Regions from separate parts of the Columba livia genome. Here region 1 is linked to region 2. Evidence: chromatin contacts called from public Hi-C data. All regions are on one chromosome and are shown on one strand. Each heading gives the region's core, a stretch centred on a gene start, on an enhancer-like site or on the middle of the called end of the contact. The rest is flanking DNA. Distances are from core to core; before and after follow the strand shown.

What was found. Hi-C and Micro-C count contacts between places; a contact is called where the count stands out from the background.
Region 1: a contact with region 2 is called in a Hi-C map of liver, with 2.4 times the contacts expected there. The contact joins the promoter of SPRY2 here to the enhancer-like site in region 2. A contact is called at or near these places in 2 of 2 Hi-C or Micro-C datasets (crop and liver).

What each region holds. Positions count from the first base shown.
Region 1 is chr1:47,481,206-47,488,372 of bColLiv1.pat.W.v2, reverse strand. It overlaps SPRY2 (sprouty RTK signaling antagonist 2), which reads left to right and starts at 4,370. Exons shown (of 3, transcript XM_021292265.2): 1 at 4,370-5,501.
Region 2 is chr1:47,116,775-47,123,629 of bColLiv1.pat.W.v2, reverse strand. NDFIP2 (Nedd4 family interacting protein 2) reads right to left here. Exons shown (of 8, transcript XM_065056575.1): 5 at 1,154-1,278. Among named protein-coding and RNA genes, the nearest start is that of NDFIP2, 34 kb to the right of the region's middle. Within about 2 kb of position 3,994, at least 1 of the 3 cell types and tissues checked has an H3K27ac peak away from gene starts, as active enhancers do.

The DNA of each region.
Region 1 (7,167 bases), core at 3,121-5,620, 360 kb before region 2:
ATTTATAATTTTCTAAAAAAGTTTGCACTTCCCTTGTGATTTTTTTCTTTTCTAAAGCATAGAAAAGTCTACAGACCAAAGAAGTTTGAAAAGTACTGCTGCAAACCACAGTAGAGATGTGATAAATCTCTTCATAAAACCTTCTTGTTCCCAAATTTCCCGTAACTGCTAACATTGACCTCTTCCATTTCTTCTGAGTCACTTTAATCCCAGGTCAACACACAAATGTCTGTTTCCTGCTACAAAATATTTGGGGAATTTCCAAACTAGCACGCACTTACTAACATTTTAATAGGCAATCAGTTAATTTTGCATAAAATTCTAGTATAGTCAAGCCCAGTGTTATCTAGTCTCTAAGTGAATGAGGCTAGAGAGTGCAGTGTTTCAAACACTGACAGACGTAGCTTGTCTGTAGTGTCATTTTCATGATTACTTCTACCAAAGCAGTCAAAAACATTAAGAGGAAAATTCTAGGCCAAGCAAATACACCATAAAAAGCCTGCCATAATACCAGTTTAGCAAATAAACTCCACTTAGTCCTGTCCATGCTAAATTGTCCCACTTTTGAACATTTGGTCTCAAGGTATTTGAGAAGAGAGAACTAATTATAAAGTACACTGTGTAAGCTGGAGAGGTTTATAAAGTTGAATTCCAAAAAACCAATGCTGATTTTATCAAGGACACAAATATAACCAAATAACATTGAACAGCACATCAAAGAGCATACTAGCTTTATTAGAACAATTTATATGCAGAAGTTTCACATTATATTATAAATACTAAATGTATGTATTCTTCAGTATAATTTCAGAAGGATCAGGAAAGGGTTTTGTTTATTTTTTTAAATTTACGTAAGTATATTTGGTATCCAACAAGAAAATATTATCCTGGCAACTGTCCCTCCTTATACTGGGGCAATCATAAGATGGCATAAAGTTACACAGGATCTGGCCTATATCACCTTTAAGGAAGGTGGTGATCATTAGCTAGATATGTATAACAGTAGTTTAATCCCAGAAGAACTGTGCATCCATAAAAACAGGAGACCAAATCCCAGCAGCTGCAGAACATGTGTATTCTCAAGCAGAGCAGCAGGTATTTATCCTATTTTTCACATTTAACAGTGTTGCTCCTTGTCCCACCAGAGTGGGTTCCCAGTAGCCTTTGCTCATTTTCCCCTCTTAAGGAATTCTGGGATTTCCTTCAGGTAAGCTACAATAAAAATCACAAAAATAAAATTACTGATTCAGGAACACCATTTTTGTCATAAAAAATGACCAACTGTTTATAGCAAAGTGACTTTTACTTCTCTGTTTCTCTCTGTGATATATCTAAGTGTCCTTGTCTGCCCTGAGAATCTCAATAAAATGTCAGTAGGCAAATAGCTTTACAGCTAATTACTTTTAAAAAATTCAATAATTCTTTTATGTACATTACCTTTTTCAGAGTTACAAACATGAAAGACAATCAATTAAAGGTTTAAGTTTCTAAGGAAATAGTGGTCATTAGAAGCAGTGTGCAGCCAAACTTAGTCCTTTCAGGATGTGCAGAATCAATATCCTTAATTCACTGTATCAGCTCAGGAGATAATGTACAAAATGTTCTGAAAGTCAGCAAATTTACTGCACTTCCATTCCCCTGCAAGAAGCAGTTCCTTATGAATGAACTTCTTTTTAATTTACAAAAGGGGGAAATACTACTTGTTTTCAAGTCCTGGATCTGAAAATCAAATAAAGTAAAATCTTGTGGGACAATTTCAGCCTGGAAAAAAGTTTTTTACTATTTCAGATGGGTGTCTGTAATGTCACAGACCTCAACTCTGCCCAGTTTTTCACCTGAAGTCACTGGAATTGCTACTGTTCTAATATATCACAAACACATATATCTATATGTATATAAATACATATAAGTGTGTGTGTGTACACAACATATATGTGTGTGTGTGTGTGTGTGTACACATATATACACACAACAGCTACACTCCTCTGCTGAGAATGAACTGAAGACCTTCATCTCCGAAAACAAGGTCTGCTTGGTTTGAAAGCAAAAAAATTCATGCAGTGGTTAGAGCAAACCACTAGGGGAAACATAGTCACATGCATTAAGCCACTATCCATGAGAAGAAATGCGAAATGTGAGTGATCTACATAATCCTGCGAAAGCTGGTTCCAATGTATCATCAAATTAAAGGCCTGAGAATTCAGCTTTGAGCTTCCAACTCTAAAACAAAAAAGAAGCCCACTTAATTTTGTGTATTTGTTCACTAGTTATTGATCACCTGTGTGCAAGTGAAGTTTGTGTGCAAATCTTGGCAGGTTTGGTGCTTCGTTTTCAAACTTAGCAGTACTAGGATGCTTTATGCTTTTTTGGGTTTTTTGCTATAAAACATTGACACTTCACTATTTAGCATGCATGACTGGCTCTGAATAAAAATAGCTTTGCTGTTTTCATATCTGTTTGAGGAACTACTCACTGTATTAAGTGTATACACCTGTACTTGAGAAATGGCATATAAATTGACGATTGGTCTAGTAATCAACAGATTTAAAAACGATATTACGAACTTTCCAGTTTAAACACTATTTATATACACAGTATAAACATTGACAAATAATCCAGCAGACCTTTCCCATGTGCATACCCTTGCATAAAGAACTCTCCACCTATTTTTTGACTTAGCTATGTGGAAGTGATTTTTCTGTTTCCACGATGAAGTGAAATTAAGATTTCACAGGTATTTTAACCTATGCCCATTTCTCGCAGCTGAATCCCGTGGGATGACCTTGTCGACAGCGTCCGCAGCCAGCACATCGGAGGACACCCAGGTCGGTCTTCTCCACAGCCGCACACCGCAGCGCGACTCCACGCCGGTGGGTGACCCCTCCCGTGGGGAAGACCCAGGGGAATGTCCGTGAGCTTCCTCCCGCCCTTCCCCTGCCCGCCGGCGGGGCTGCTGCCTCCGCGGAGGCTCCGGCGGGTGCCGCACGGGCGCCGTGTCCCACTCTCCCCGCAGGCCCCCGCCCCGGCGCCGCGCTCCCTCTGGCGGGGAGAGCGGCCGGGCCGCCGCCTCCATGCACCGGGAGTCCTGAATGAAACCCAGCCCCGCGGGGCTGCGGCTCCAGCAGCGGGGCTGCCCCCACCCCGACGAGATTTTTGCTCCATCTGCGGGTCCAGGGGGGCGAGCAGGGTGGGAGTGGAACGGACGCCCGGGCCCCGAGCACCTCCCGCGCTGAGGCGGCAGCAATTTTAGGCAAGATAGGGGCTTGGTGAAGCCGCCGTGGAAGGAAAGAAGTTAGACTCGCGTAACTCAGGCTAACCTTACTGACAAGCAACTATGGAAAAATAATTTGCAGGTTCAGAACATTATTGTGGACGACTGGATATTTGCGTATAAAAGTATGAAAACCTAAAGGCCCCCCGTGTAAAGCACTGCTCTCTTAATTTCCATGTTTTTGAGAACGACCACCCCCTTCAAAAAGCTGTGACTAGCAGGTGGAGAAGAGGAAGTGCCTGCAAAATTGCCTGAAGTAGTAAAAAAAGGGCTGATGGGGTTTTTGCACTGGGGCTTATTCATGTAAATAATGCAATGCATTACCGCCTTACACATCGTGTATATTTTAAGCAGTACTACACGTGATACGGGTATATTTGTGCTGGGTGCACGCCTACGTGGATACGCTGCTCTGCGCGTACATGTAGGCACAAGATGCCTGGGCCCAGCGAAAGTGGGCCCGTCAGTAACTTCAGCTCATACTAAAGGGACCGAGCTGTGGCCGTGTCAGGAAACGCCCAGAAGACAAACAGTCACGTTTGTGAACTGCTTGCAGACTGTGTCCCCCCAGGGGAATGTGAATTAATTAAAACAAAGTTTTTTCCTTTTTTTCTTTCGTTTCCCCCTGAAGAAAACCTCACCCCTCCGCACAGGCGAGGAGGCTCCGATGCTGCCCTGGAACACCGCAAACCGTGCAGCTGCCCGAGGCACGGAAAGTACCGCGGCGCGCTGTCAGCGGCCTGTCCCGCCGCCCCGTGGCCGCGGCTCCGCGCCCCGCGGGCCCCGCTCCGCGCTCCCGCCCGGCCACGGGGGCGCCTTCCGCGCCGCCTAATCGCGTTAATCCGCGGGACAATGCCCCGAGTAATCACCCTTCCTTCTCCCTGAGCGGCCAGGGACTGATGAAAAGAGGGGGGAGGGCAGAAAGTGTAAACTTTTATTCCACTCGGTTAAATGAAAACACGGGGCGGGGGGGGGGGGGGGGGGGCGGGAAACTGGAGGGAACACCTGGAAACGGGTCTCCCGAAAGCCCGCAGCGGCGAGGAGACCGGGTCTCCTCGGGAGAAGTGAGCTCCCCTCGGCTCCCTGCAAACCTATCGCTGCCTTGCCTCTGAATAAATACAGGAGCACAAAAGCAACCCCGAGCGCCGTGTGACCGCGCACGGAGGAGCCTCCTGTGAAAACAGGCTGCGGCGAGGCCCCGGGAGCGGGGCTCCCCGCCGCCCCCGCGCAGCGCAGGGAAGGGCCGGGGCCGGGGCCGGGCTGGCGCGGCGGCAGCACTGCCCTTTTGAATGCCTCCCGCAGCTCGGAGTGCTGGCAGGGCGCTGGGAGCGCCAGTGAATGTAGCCCCGCAGAGCCAATGAGCTGGGACCGGATGCGATATATCCTCTGGGACAACAACTGCTCTGTTCCTCCTCAGATCCACATGACGCCATTTACTGCTGCTTTTGCAGAGAGATCACCCTACGTCCTCCGGAAAGAAAAAGAGAGAGAGGGGGAGAGCGAGCGAGCAGAAAAACGCCGAGCCCCTACAGCTCAGATCTCAAATCTTCCTCCTCCTCCTCCACCTCCTCCAAACACACAACAACAACCACCACCACAAATCCGCTGCGCTCCCAAAACACCCCCCCCCCCGATTGCAAACCACAGAACTGCCTGCAACACACACACGCTCGCAGAGGGAGCGAGAAAGCTAGAGAGAGGGGAGAGGAGCTTGCAGCAAGCAGCCTCTCAGCAGGACGGCTACATTGCACAAGCTGCTTTTTTGGAAGAGCTCAGTGGAAGAAAGCTTTGGGATTTTATTTTAGTTCCACTTTATTTTGTTTTCTTTGGCTTTTCCCTGCCTTTTGATCATTTGCAACAACAACAAAAAAGTGACTTGGTATTGGCGATTCGGCCTCCTGTTCATTGAGGAAAAAAAAAAAGTGTGTGTGAGAGACTTGAGTGATTTCTTTCTAGGGGCAAAGAAAACCCACCCCGATCCGAAGAGGTGTTTTGATTATTGTTAATAGTATATACGCGCACACACGTATTTGTAATCGATCTGGGGAGAGAGACCTAGCTTTGCTCTGGACTTTTTTACATGGTGATCATTCTTACTCTAATTTGCAAGTTGGACTAAAGCAGAGTTTGGAAAAGAATTTTTTTTTGCTTTAGGGCTGGATTTATTTGCAAACCGCAGGAAGAAGAAAATACAAGAGAGAGAGGGGTTTGGTGCAGCGCCGCGATCACGGTGAGAGCCTTTTCCTTCTTTGCAAAACAAGCTTTTCAGTACACCCCCCCCCCCCCGCCCCGGTTGCTCCAAGAAAACTCGTGGAAATGTTTTAGGCCGATCCCTTTTCCATTCGTACAGGTTCTCCCTCTCCCCCCTTCCCCTCTCCTTCCTTTCCCAAAGAGGAGCCGGAGGTGGGATTTCGGAGCGGTTTCTCTCCGGGGAGGGGGGTTGGGGGGGGGGAAGCTCTGCTTGGGTTTGCGGGCTGCGCCGCGTTTGCTCCCCGCCGGGGTGCCTCGGGGGCGCAGGGGGCGGAAGGCTGCGCGGAGGGCGGAGGGCTGCGCGGGCGCGGAGGCAATGCCTGCGGGGGCTGCGAGCGGGGCGCGGGGGGGACGGGACGGGACTTCGGCGTGTTTTCCCTGCAGCGGAGAGCCGGGAACGGGCGGTCCTGCGCGCTCCTGCCGCGCCGGGCACGCGTGGGTTTCCGACAAGCCCCCGGGGGAGTTGAAGGGAAGGCGCTGCGGGGTTGTCGAGCGCTGGGGCTGTTTGTCCCTCCGGCTTGGGGGAGAGCAGGCAACCCGCCTTCCAGTGACTGATTTACGCCCGTCTGTAGTGGCGTCGGGAGATCCGTGCAATTCGGAAGTGAGTGCACGTCTGATATAAATATATATGTGTGTGTGCATATATACACATATATATTTCTCGTGTGATTAATTCGACCCGTAAGACGAGGAAAGTTCTTGCTCAGATTCTTCTATGCAGAGGATATGTGTGGAGCGGAAGGAAAGCCTTAATTTTTGCTGTTACTTTTTTTTTTTTGGTAGGTTTACTTTATACCAGCCCCTCCTAACCCCCCTCCAAAAAAAAAAAAAAAAAAAAAACAACAAAACCTGCTGGTGTTTTCAGCAAGCTATTTGTGTGTCAGTTTGCCCCACCCCGATGGTAAAGTCCCTTTTGCCCTAATCCATAGTCTGATCACACACTCGGCCCTTAATGGGGGTTTCAAAGCACTTTGAAAGAAGAGGAGGTGGTTGGTGTGTGTGCGGTGAGGATGGGGGTGGGGGTGCCTTGCACTGGCTCCGGCCACAAAACAGAAAATCACGGGCAGAGGACTTCTCCCCCTTAGGCTTGCCTTCTCCCAGCCAGAGACACGGGGTTTTTCCACAGCACGCAAGAAGCCCCTTGGGTTTTAAACTTCCCCAAATGTGCCGAACGCGAAACCCGGCCCCCTTGCTCGCCCTTTTGCCAATCCCAGCTAGGAAAAGTTAGCAATCATGGCACTTGAGCTCTGCGAGAGTGGACTTTGGCTTTTAGAAGTGGGGAATCGTGTTGTCGCACACATGCACGCAGAAAAAAAAAAAAAAAAGGCAAATGCTGCTTCTCTGCTCTTGGTGGATGGAAAGGAGAGAAGGGCTAGATCAGAGGAGGGAGAGACATGCTTTCCCCTAGGAATTTTCAGGCAAATGTGTGTTTGCAAATAAGTGTGCTGGAGACTTGCCTCTTGTTCTTAGCGGATCTATCAAGGGGAGAAAAAGGAGGATCTCCCGGCTCGGACCGATGTCCCGCTGAAAACGCCTTCTGGGTCCCTTCGGGCTGGGGCGGAGGGGGGCGGACTGAAGTTCAGGCAGTTTGCAGAATATGCGTAAAATAACAGGAGCTTTTCCAGCGGCCGGCTTTGTGGAGCTGA
Region 2 (6,855 bases), core at 2,745-5,244:
AAATATAGCCTAGAACACAGTAATTCTTCACTGAAATTTAGCATATATTAATTTTGGTATTCATTATGAGCACATTTTCAAGCAGAGAGGAATAATAACACTGACACAATGAGCAATTCTACCCTCTATTCAGTACGGCTCAAGGGAAGCTGAAGGTATCCCTAATGCACGCACAGTTGAAAAAATCATGTCTTCTCCCTCCCTTGAGACAAATTTCATCCCAGATCCTGAATTCCAACTAAGAATCACATCTAGTCCAGTAGAATTCCCCTGCCCTGGCAAAGCAAAGAAAAACCCACCCTCAGCTGTAAGAAGAATGAAGGGCATGTCCAGGAAGGACCATGCAATCTCTCCTCTCTACGATCCCTGTATTATTGTGCCAAGACCAAATCAAGTTAAAGTTACTAGCACACACACATAACAAATTCAGAGCTGACAGGGCATAAAAGTTAACTAAGTTACCCAAGATCTCTCTTGTCGTTAGATAGAGTGAAATTTTAAATGTTGTGTCTCACAGTCGTGCAGAATTCAGAAAGGATCATCACATTTCATCCAGTATCCACTTAGCTAAGTAACTTTCCCTTGGCTAACATACCTTTCTGAACAGCACCTAGTCTTGCAGTTAAAACATCAAGAAATTCAGCATCTGAGATGATAAAAATGTAACTAATTTCATATTCAATTTTGACTTGATTCAGTACATATCTTACAGAGAATAAAAGAATCAAACACAAGGGAAAAAGGTTTTCTAATTATTATTTTTTTCCCCCGGCCAACAGACTGAGCTATTTATAAACCTTTCATATAGGACACTATAATACCAGTGACATTTTAGGTACCAGCTCCATTTCTTCTTTATGTTTTAAAATATTTGTGCAAAAAATGAGTCATCTGCATTTATTCAGTGGAAAGACTAACATAAAATGCTATGTCAGATAAAAATAGATTAAGCTTCATCCTTAGTAAGCATATATATAGCAAGTAAATTCTCAACTAAAGTAGAAGTTAGAGAAAATTCTAGGCACTTTGTTAAATACTGGAATTTACTATACTAATTTTTAATTCCATTATTATATATCCTTGAATGAAATGTTATGGTTTGGTTCTACAAATAGTGTCTGTACAGTGTGAATCAAAAAAAACCCAAACATACCCGTACAATAAGAATCCATTTGATCAGGGAGAGACCAAATCCACAGATTGCACCATACCTCCCAGCTATGGTATTTGTTATACAGAAGGATAAACAAAATCCAATCCAGTTGAAAATAAATGCCACTATAAAATAAAAGAAACAGTAGCTTCTGTTAATCTGTATAGCTAAGCAAACAGACTTAACATTAATTTCACTTTTAAAGTAATAAGGCCATGCTTACACAGTCAGTAATTCCCTTCCGGTAATTCAGGCTTTCAGAGATCGACTTTGAACCCAGACATTCCCCCTGGTACAGTTACTTAATAACAAAGCAAATGGTAAACTGGTTGGAACCTACTACTTTAAACAAGAGAAAATTCCAACATAAAGGAAAGCATTACGTTGCTACAGAAATCTAACCAGAGGACACTAGACATGAAGGGTAAATGTAAACAAAGGACTATAACGTACAAGATGTGGATTAAAACAAAGAAAAGACCTTGCTAAACTTCAATAACCAAAATATAGTTATATGCACACATACGTGCATGTATCAAGGCTGCATATTCAGCTTTATCCGTTTTGGATCAAACACAATGAAAGTATCTGCTCTTGCTCTGTAAACATAGTATAGAAATGAAGATAAGTTGAGAAGCTGATGTTTCATTGGTTACTGTTTTCAGGCATAAGAAGCCTTGGAAGCTTTACATAGAGGCTTAAGAAATGGAGAAACAAAAAGGACATTGAGCTTAACTACCACTGTAACTTCAGTTAGCACTTCTACAGAACTCCCAGTGGTTTTACAGTTGTAAGTTTCATATATATGTATGTACTAGGCAATCAACGGCATCAGCTGTACTGACTCCAGTTTGGGTGCATTAGGTCAACGTGAGGGAATCCCCAAGTCGGTGATGTTTCAGCTATGGGAGTGAGGACAACTAAAAAGAAAACCACCAAAGAGAAGAGCTGGGGCAGCTGATGGAAGACAATGATATGGGAGTTCTGGAGAGGACAAGACAGTGAAAAATTGAAAACATGAGTGAAGCCCACAATAAACACATAAATCACTGAAGAGGCAAGCAGGAATGGAAGGGGGGTGCAGAGGGGAATAAAATCCCTGCACGCAAATCCTTAATGTATTAAATCCCCAAACTTATGGAAAAAACAAACAAACAAAACCCTACATCAAATTCAGACAATAAATCACCACAGAAAAAAAAGTCTGTCTTTTCGGTAAATATTTGAACACTTTAGAGCAAAACATTAGGAAAAGAAAATTGGTCAATAGTCTTCTTAAACAGAAGTCAATTTGGGAGGATTATCTATAAATAATCACTTTTTTTTTGTAATTTAAAACCTTGTTACAACTCCTCCAACAATCCACATGAAGACATGACTCGCCCACAAAAGCAAAATTAAAGTCATCAGTCAAACTGCAGTGGGACTCCATGAACTGTAAAGAAACTGAAGTTTCGAGAGAAGTTTTGGAAGACTTTCCATCAACACAGTCATTTTGCACAAGTGAGAAAACATCTTGCTTGAGACAGAGCCAGAGGTAACACACAGCATACAACCCACAGGAGAATAAATGCTGACCCAATTCGGTATATGCAGAGAAGAATGAAAAAAGAGCATTTCTATTACACAAGAACTACAGAACAACATTGTGACCCTAATGTTTACCTATCTTCCCAAAACACGGGAAAAGCATTTATATTAGCAAGCTTGGATATGTTGTTTTGAAAACAGGATTTCTCTTATTTTAAGCAAACTCTTCCAATTTCCCCAAACTTTTCTGAGTAACAGATTTCAGAAGGTAGTTCTTCAATGCATCCCTGCTCCTGTGTCAGCATAACAGCTTATTGCTCTCTCCATTTCTCCCCACTACTGAAGCTACAAAGGGTGATTGCGGCTCCCAAGATAGGCACGCTAAAGAGGACTGAAGATAGACATGTTTCTAATAGATTATGTGGACTAGAAGAATTCTCAGAATGCTTATAATTTTTAAATATATATAAATAAGGATCTCTATAACGTGAATTAATTTGTATATGCATTATAAAAACTAAATTTCCCAATCGTAAATACAAGGGGAGGGAAAAATTAGTTCTTATCAAAATTGAACACAGTAACAATTTTACCCTCCTTTCAATTTGACCTACAGGAACATTAAAAATAGGCTCTACAGTCACTGGATGAGTATTGGGTGGATATTTAACACCAGGTTGTTTGCTCAGCTCCTGAAAGCACAGGCATCATCAGCATGTTCCAGTGTTGTGCACAACAGCTTTTTCGCTTTAACCGGTGTGCTGCTCCATCAGGTTACTTAAGCAGACAATACAAGGGGGAAAGAAAAGGCATAAACCACATCAAAGCTATAAACTACGCAAGTTCACACATCCAAATAAAAGTGAACTATATACCTCACTATTTAAGTTTCTTCAGCATAACGAGGAATGTACTACCTCCATCTCTGTAAAACCTGGGCAACATGTTAGAGAGATCCTCCTAACACTGCCTTGGTGTTGCATCATTTTTAAAACGTTAAGATGGGTAACAACAATGTCTAAGTGTTTTCAATATTTCCCATTGCTTCTCTCTGACCTCCTCAGTGTCCTGGGGGTACTTCTAGACCCCTATTCATTGTCTCATCCTGGTTACAAAACACACTATTTCCTTTCAGAAACACATCTCCAGCTTCTGAGTTGACTGTAACAAATGAGGTTTTTATCTACATTCTGATTGTTCTTCTCTACATCAAGATTAGCCTCATCTGCCTTTCTGTACCTTTTTCCACTAGGATTTCCACATATATCCTCTGCCAGTCATGCAAGTTGTCTGAGCTTTGCAGCCTACACTGCATGTGGTTAGAGTTACTAATGTTATTTTCTGTATAATTCCTAATTATTGCAACACAAGTTGTCCATAATTTTCATCCCTATATTGCCACAGCACAAGTTTTTCCACTAAGCTGAGAGAGAAAATAAACTTATGAGGGGAGATACTAGTAAAAGGAAGCATCTCCTATTTTCTCTAGATGTATTTACTTCCTTCTGTTTCTACTAGAGACAACTAAGTCATTGTGTGAGCTTCTGGCTTCAACAAACGCAATCCTCCACTTCTTGTCAGCATCCATCCACTCACTTCGTGAAATGTAAATGACATTTCTCAGCAATTAAGGAGATGACCTCGTCCTTCATACTGCTTCAGCTTCCCATGACATTCTCATACAACGTTCCTGATCTGGCACTCATACATACTATCAGAAAGAAGAAAGCCATTCCTAAACATGAGACCAAGTCTAACAAGCTGCTACAACTATATAATGAACTTAATTTTTAAAAAAGGCATTAATTTATGTTTGCCCATCCTCTTCACGCAGACAGGTTCTGTGTTCATCTTCTCCCACTGCACAACTCATCACCCTGCAGCAAGAATTGTTCCCTGTGCCAGAGATTGCCAGCTTCTGGATTCATACTTGAACCCAACTTTCAGTTATTGTCCTCTTTCCTTTAAAAAAATGCCAGACATTCACATGAATGTGACACTGACTGCACCAGCATCATGATTTCAGTCTCTTTCTTCGCTACTTTAACAGCATACAGACAAGTGGGACTGACAAATCTAAGATTTTGGGGTTTTATACATTCCTGAAGTGACAAGAGAAGAAAGGAAGTCTATATTAATGTAATTCACATAAGAAGCATATAATAATTAAAAGTTTTTTCCTCATGACAACAAAACTCTTAAGGAAAAACAGATAAGTTGCTTTTTGGGAGGAGAAGGATTGGACTAAAGGTCTTTTTTAATAAAAAGTCTTCTTGATATCCAATATAATGCTAACAACAACTATGTTTTACTTTTATTTCTCTTTACGGTTTGCAATGAGGTAACCCTAGCTGAAATGGAAAGCACAGGATGTTCTACATGTTGTAAAAGTCTTAGAATCTGACATAGAAAATAAGGCTATCCATCAGCCACTTCTAGACCCAAAGCTCTCTTCTGAGGGGCAGTGGTCAGCATAGGATCTTTCATATCAAAACCGAACTTTGAAATCAAAAGTCTTTTGTCTATCAGCAATTCTGAAGAAGCTGTAGTAAAATGAGTTGGCTTGGTTTTGACAGACCAGCTTGTATCCATCGCCATTCTTCATTTTCCAGTAACTGTAGCAGCAAGGAAAAGATGATGTATGAAGCTGCACTTGGGCATCAACAATTTATTAATCCATGCTTGCCTTTTGTTAGTGTTCATTAAGCTGCAAAGCAATGACACCTTTCATTCTAGTCCCACAATTTACAGTAAACAAAGGAAACTTAATTTTTCAAGTTATTAAGCAATCTTGTGCAATGATTTTTTTCATACATATTGCAATACATCAGAAGATGCAACAATAATGATAAGCACACTAGAATTAATCTGCTTTTTCCTCAATTGTTATTGCACTTCACTTGCTGATCTATTTTACTTAGCTTCCCAAAGCTACACATTCATCACTTGTCTTAAGTTTATATTCAGTATTATGGAAAAGAAGCCAGGAAAACTGGTGTGAAGACCTATGTTGGTTTCAAATTTTAACCATGGCTCAAGCCTGTGGTAAGATTATAATGACAACTATACACACAAAAAGCAACCATGCTCAGTTACATCCTTTATTCTTCAATGTGTTTGTCCAATGACTTATTACTTTAATATACAGTAAACACCAAAGAGCTTAATGTTTCATGCCTGGCCTAGGCTTACTAAGCATACTGTAATAAATAATACTATCCAGATTTTCATGCACGACTAGAATTATTCTTCCCATTTCCGCATAGAATTTATACCACCTGTAAACTAGGACACATTTTTGCTCCTTCCTGAAGGGCTCACCTCAAGCCTGACGATGATCACTAGAAGCACTTGCTATCAACTTCAATAGACAATTTTACTTTTTTTTCTACTCAGTGATGAATGCTCAAAACCTTCCCTAGGCAATTTATTTCTACTGCTTCATTGCCCTTGTTGGCAAATTTTTCTTAATGCCCATCTGGAAGCTTCCTCATTCCAATTATTCAGTATTACATCCAACATGTATGGAGAAACCATGTAAATCAAATTCTTTCTGCATACAGAAAGAAGTCAGGTGATGGTGTATGAAGGTTGGCCAGGCTTCTCTGATAATCAGAGGAAAACAAGCGCTCCCAAAATAGTTCCTTTATTTCCCTCCAACATTAACAATTTCAGTCAGATGACTCCCCCTCAGTTTCTCTTGCATGCCAAAGAGAAACCTGTCTAAGATTCGTGATCTGGACGTACATGAGTCAGGTTTCTTGACTTCACGCAGAGGAATCCTCCCAGCAGAAAATTCAGACTGTGCTCACCCCTCCTCGGGAAGCGCACAAGCAAGGGCTGTGCTGCGACTCCACCTTCCAACTTCTGCCCGCGTGAAACCCCTAAATATATTACCTACCTTGAATGCAGTTTATCAACTGTTTGAAGCATCTCGTAGCTCTGGTAATTGTATGAATGTTAATATACAAAATTTTGGTATGGCTATTATCTGTTACATAAAACATCTGGGACAATATATGCATTTACATTTTTCTACATTATGAGATTTTATTGGTGTGAGTTGTACACAGTGTTCATATTGCCCAGGTGTTGTTCAAAATTAACAAATCAGAACTTTATACAAGAACTTTCAGTTTGGCTGTACAATTGAACACTTTTCTCCATTTCTT